Linked DNA regions of Callithrix jacchus: region 2 is linked to region 1. A link is a contact called in public Hi-C data. All regions are on one chromosome and are shown on one strand. The core of a region is the stretch at or near the end of the contact, and the rest is flanking DNA. Distances in the headings are between cores, read along the strand shown.

The links. A called contact is a pair of places that touch in the nucleus more often than the background predicts.
Region 2: a contact with region 1 is called in a Hi-C map of skeletal muscle, with 5 times the contacts expected there. The contact joins two enhancer-like sites. A contact is called at or near these places in 2 of 3 Hi-C or Micro-C datasets (induced pluripotent stem cells and skeletal muscle).

Annotation. Positions count from the first base shown.
Region 1 is chr12:56,134,751-56,137,627 of calJac240_pri, reverse strand. It overlaps VCL (vinculin), which reads left to right. Exons shown (of 21, transcript XM_009009687.4): 6 at 1-91. Among named protein-coding and RNA genes, the nearest start is that of AP3M1, 77 kb to the right of the region's middle. Within about 2 kb of position 1,542, at least 1 of the 16 cell types and tissues checked has an H3K27ac peak or open chromatin away from gene starts, as enhancers often do. A contact at or near this core is called in skeletal muscle, where this site is marked.
Region 2 is chr12:56,321,072-56,323,886 of calJac240_pri, reverse strand. No RefSeq gene overlaps it. Among named protein-coding and RNA genes, the nearest start is that of CAMK2G, 14 kb to the left of the region's middle. Within about 2 kb of position 1,331, at least 9 of the 16 cell types and tissues checked have an H3K27ac peak or open chromatin away from gene starts, as enhancers often do. A contact at or near this core is called in skeletal muscle, where this site is marked.

The DNA.
Region 1 (2,877 bases), core at 293-2,792:
TTTTACTGTAGAAAAAATGAATGCTGAAATTAATGAGATAATTCGTGTGTTACAACTCACCTCTTGGGACGAAGATGCCTGGGCCAGTAAGGTAAGTGTTCTTGGTGGAGAAACAAGCAAAATCCCCAACTCTCTCCCATTGGGGGTATTGATTGGCACCTGTCTCATACTTTATCTTGTAATTTTTGTAGCATAAGAGTACTCAGGTATTATGAAAGTAATTTCTTCTTCATTTTTGTTTCATGGGTTACTTGCTGTCTTTGCTAAATTCCTTTGTTCTAAAGTAGAACAAGTAAATAGGCATGTGGGGTAAATAATGGCTTAAGGCTGAGATTTATAGCTTTTCCTTCAGGCTGAAATCTCATTGTTTGGACCTCTGAGTTACCTGTGGTAGAAGAGTATATTCCCCTGAGAGGGAGTGCTGCCTTATATATGGGTGGTTGTTCCCAGTTGACTAAGTAAGATACAGATATACCTGTAATTCTGAGCTTTATGGAAAACTTTTCTTTAACCAACCTTTGATCCAGAGAAATCTACAGAGGAAACTCTTGGCATTTCTAGATGTATCCCTTGATCATTCCATTTTCCCCAAGGAAAGTTTAATTAAAATATTAGTCTTCATATTGGTCAGTTAGTTTGAGGGATCCCTTCACCCTTTGTCTGGAATCTCTTCTTGGACTCCAGAGGGGCTGGCGGATTCCTTCTAGAGCCCGTCAGCAATGATTTTGTGTTGCTGCTGCTCTGGTCTGCTACTCCATGTTTAATGACTGTGAACAAAGCTTTCAGGTCTAGGGGAACAGAGATACTTGAGTTTACACTTTCCTTGTAGAGTCCAAGATGCAGGCAGTGGGAGGAACACACTGTCCTCAAGATCTAGCTTTCCCATGTGTGACCCAAATGTCTCCAGGGCCACCCAGAAGGCTGATAGCCAACTAAAGAGGGGATTTTGTAGTATAACTTCCATTGGGTACTCAGTAGAGCAGTATGTTCTCCGGGACATCTATAAGGTAAGGTAAAAGGTGGGTCCTGAAATCACCAGCCCTCTTTCTTGTTGCCCTGAAAGCTAATTTAATTATTTAGAGTAAATTAGCTTATTTTAACTATGGATTTATTTACAGAGACATTTTCTCATTGATGTTAAGTTCTTGAATAGATTCTAAGACTGTATTTTAAATCTATATGGTAAAATCATTTTAACTGATATTTTATTTGATTTTGCTTTTGCATAGTTGACAACTTTCACTTCCCTATTATGACTTCTTTATGCATCTTTTTTTTTGTTCTTTTGTTTTATTATTTTTCTCACGTTTAGAAGGTAAGCTTTCTCTTGCCCTCTAGTTTCTTTTTCGCTTAAAAAGAGAAAAAGCATGTCTGAGGTTTTCTTGTGCTGTGTGCCGTGCCTTATTGTGTGTAACACTGTGCTCGAATGTGCGTCAGAATGTAATTTAATACAGGACTCTATGCAGTGCTAGGGAGACTGACTGGCTCATATTGAGCTATTTCTTTGGGGAAAGCTAAAGGAAAGACATTACTCTGGGCTATCAGGCTGCCTATTTTTAGTGGGTACTTTGATTTCTTTAAGTAGGCTCCTGGGATCTTTTTTGGCCTGGTCTTTCCCACTGACTTCATTTGAGGAACAGGATTCCCCAGGTAGCTGGGTGACCCTTGAGTTACCTGTGGACCCTGCTGTTGGGAAAGGAGACTTCCAACTGATGCTATCTCTGTATCTGCCTCTCTCACCAGTCTTCTTTGCAGGCGCTAAAATTTTGCTTTTAGAGATGCATCATTGAGGTTTTAAGCCATAATGAAAAAGAGCTGTCTAGAGAGCTTAGATGAGGCACCTGTCCTTCATACTAATCCTAGCCTTCAAAATCCAAAGGAAAACAGAAGTGAAGTGTGTCTAAAGGTCTTCCTAACTTCATTCCATGGCTCACTGCATGTACTGCTGTCCAAGCTGAATTAGCTATAGTTCTCCATGACCTCATGTTCCCCTAACCGAAGCTCTTCACTTATTTTCTTTCCTTTGCTTCTAAGCAGATTAGAAAAAGTAATAAGGAGGAACAGGCATTTTAACCTTAATGTTTCTCTATTTTCAGAAGGGAAAAGCTATCCATCATTTAGTGAATAAATGTTATTGAGCTTTATTTTGTGCAAGTGCCATCAAGAGCTGCTTCTTTCATTAAAAAAATACAGTCAGTTGAGTTTTTCAGGACTAGGATTAGGCAGTTGGGAAACAGACCTGGTACTCACTGTGTATAGTCTTGTAGCTGGTCCCAGTTTTATGCTGAGGAAAACCAATTTGTTAGGATGCTACAAACTAACTTCATCTGAAATGAAAGAAGGTAAATTAAATTAGCTCAATTCAAGTACGTGATGACATCAGAACGAACAAGAGATGCTTACTTTTTAACCTACTGACCATCAGAATGAACAAGAGATGCTTATATTTTAACCTAATGACATCAGAATAAGCAAAAGAGGTTTATTTTTAACCTAATTTTGCTTTTGTTATACATTTATATGGTTCAAAAAAATCAAAGTGCTACAAAAAGATATACACGATAAGTCTTCCTCCTAATCTGGTTCCCATTCACTCTAATTCTCCTCATACTCTAAGAATAATCATTTCTACTGGTTGCAAAAATAGAAAAAAATTTACCTTGAAATTAGAAATTAGCAACTAGGATTTTGGCTCTTTTTCAGTTTTGTATCATTATGCATCTTTTATTGCTCCACTGTAAGCAGTGAATTAATCAGACCTTTTGTCTGACCGTGACTGCTGGGTTCCCATTCTGTTTAATGCATATAGTGTCTTTCACCTCTTTCGCCCCTACCGTAAATAATTAACTTTGTCTTACCATACTTGTTTCATGCCTC
Region 2 (2,815 bases), core at 82-2,581, 190 kb before region 1:
GGGAGGCAGAAGCTGCAGTGAGCTGAGATTGCACCACTGCACTCCAGCCTGGGCAACAGAGCCAGACTCTGTTTCAAAGAACAACAACAAACAAAAAAATAAATAAATAAATTTCTTATGTTGAACATAGATTGCTTTAATAACAATAACAATAATGCCATATTTTTTCCCTACCATCTCCTTTTAATCATCACAACGCTACAGGGTAAGTTTTAGTATTCTCATTTTATAGATGAGAAAACTGAGGCAGAGAGATTGCACTGATTCTCTGAACTCACCCCTTAAAATGGTTGGCACCTAAATATGGGCTTGCTGTTTGCGTTCTTAAAACTTTGGTTTTGACTTCTCATTTAGATCATAGGTTTCTTAAAGACAGAGCCCTTGTCTTCTGCTTGTATCTCCTTGTCTTCCCTCCTCATAGCTTGTGGCCAAGCACTAAGTACGGTAGTGAGTGCTTTTGAATGGGTTTGTCCGTTGGATGGATCCTGTTGTCCTAGTATGGGCCACTTATGTTGCTGGTGGTGCCATCTTGAATGCTTTCCACTTTGGGCCCAAGGATGGAGAACCTGGAGACAGAGCGAGCCACAGAGGTGAGGAGGCTGGGCCTCCACCCCAAACGGGCAGTGATTCTGCTTGTCCACTAGAGGCCGCCTTAAACCCAGTTTTAAAGAGCCAGAGCACTACCAGATTACTCAGCCCACCCCACCCCAGGAGTCATTTTCAACGCCAAGTCTGTCTAAGAACCCAAGGCCCCACAGTCCATTGGTGCTTGCAGCTTTGGTTTCTTCCAACAGATCACTACATCTTGGAGATGGAATGAGCTCCGGAATAAAAGTTGCTGATGCCAGCTAGATAACAGGAGTGTTTTGGCAGGCTCCAGGTGCCCCTCAATGAGCCAAATCAACAAATGTATATGGGGCACCCAACTGAGCACCTTCTGTGTATTATGGAGCATGCTCTACTCTGGGACTAGCTTGGTGAACAAGACCTCCCTTCTTACCCTCCCAGCTCTTATGATCTAATGAGGTACACAAACCTAAAATCAATGCATTATGTGATAAACTGCTGACATGATTTCTGTTCCAGGGTTAGTTCTCTCTACGTCTCATTTCACTGTGAATTATCCCATGGGACAAGGGACTTGCTTTAGGGCAAGGAAGTCAGGCCAGAATCAGAGAAAGGAAAATGGCCCACATTTGGAGAATCACTGCAGAACCCCTCCTTTCTGGAGGTAGAAGGATCTCCAGTGTCTTCTGGTGGACCTGAAGGCATCTGGTGTTGGAGTGGGTGCTGGGGAAAAGGAAGTACAGGCCACCTGGACACAGCCTGCCTGCTCTTCGTTCTCCAGGTGGCCTGGGAGCTTTGCTTGGGAAGGGAAGCAGATTCCCCAGACTTTGGGTTGTGACCCTCCTGCTTGCTTTCTCACTGATTTCTCTTTGCCTTTTTTTTCTTTCTTGCTTCCTTTTTCTCAGATTATCTCAGTCAACATGTTTGTCAGATGAATGTGATATTTAGGGCACTCCTTTTCACCCGGAAGCCTGAGGTCAAGGAAGTCACGACAGAGTTGGGGAGATAAGATACAGAGGGATAGAGACAGACTCCCACACAGTGCAGCATTTTTGTAAGTGCAAGTTGTGGCCGCCCATGGCCATTGCTAGGGATAGATCCCTGGGGTCTGAGGGGGTCTAGGAATGCTTCCTTCCTGGAGGAGCTCAGTCTTCCCAGTGGTGGGTTGCTATGTGTAGGTGTTTTCAGAAAAGACAGAGAAGGGTGAAACATGCCCCCCGCCGACGCAGTTGTTCATTCCAGTGTGCCTGGACAAGGGTCTCAGAGGCCCCAGCGCTCCACATTCCTGAGAAGCAGCTTCTGAGTCAGAGCCCCAGAAACAGCTGAGGCGGCTTCAGGCTGGAGTCTTGGCTCTGTTTTCCTCCATTCTGTCCAAATGCAACTCCCTCCGTAGCTATTTGGATGTGACCAGAAACCCAAGCAGGGCCCTGGGGTGGGAGCCTGGCTCAGCCAAAGTCTCTAAAATGGATTTGTTCCCTGCATTCCCTCCAGGGCTGCAGCCATCAGGTAAAGGTGGGTGCCCAGTGACACTTGTGCCAGAAAACCCAAGGGGCACAGGAGACTCACCCTGTGCTTTCAAGTTGCAGCCCCCAATGCAGCTATTGTTGGATTGCCTCTGGGAAGGGGGTCGTAATTAGGATTTGGCTTAAGTTAAGACAGCAGCATTCCCTGGGCAATCTGCCAGCGCCTCCTCACTGCCTGGGCGTGGGGCCCAGGACATGCCAGGGCAATGCCAGGGAGCTGACTCAGGGGGCAGCATGAAGGGAACAGAAAAACCCTTCCCACCCACCAGCCAAGAGAGGAGATGAAGCTGCCTGGGGGCCTGCTGTGATGTCCCTGCACACCCAGATCACCAGCAGACTCTGCGTATGGGGCCACTCCTCAGGCCACAAAGCCATGAAGCCCCATATTTCCCAGGGCCATCAGCAGAAAGCCAGGGCTCCCCCTTCATTCTCTGAGTTCCCTTCTTCCTACAGTGACCTCTAGTTGTGCAGGTCTAGGTTCCCCAAACCCCCTTCTACAATTAGTGCAGGTCCTGCCATTGCCACTTTCTTGACTGTGACCTTGGGCAAGTCACTTACTTGGATGAGATTTAGATTCCTTATATTTAAGGTGGGGTGAATAATATCTGCGTGTCTCATAGGGCTGCAGTAAGGATCAAATGAGATAATGTCTATGAAGTTATCTTGTACATTAAAAAGCACATTTATAATAAGAGTATTATTGTTGTCATCATTTTTCCTGAGAC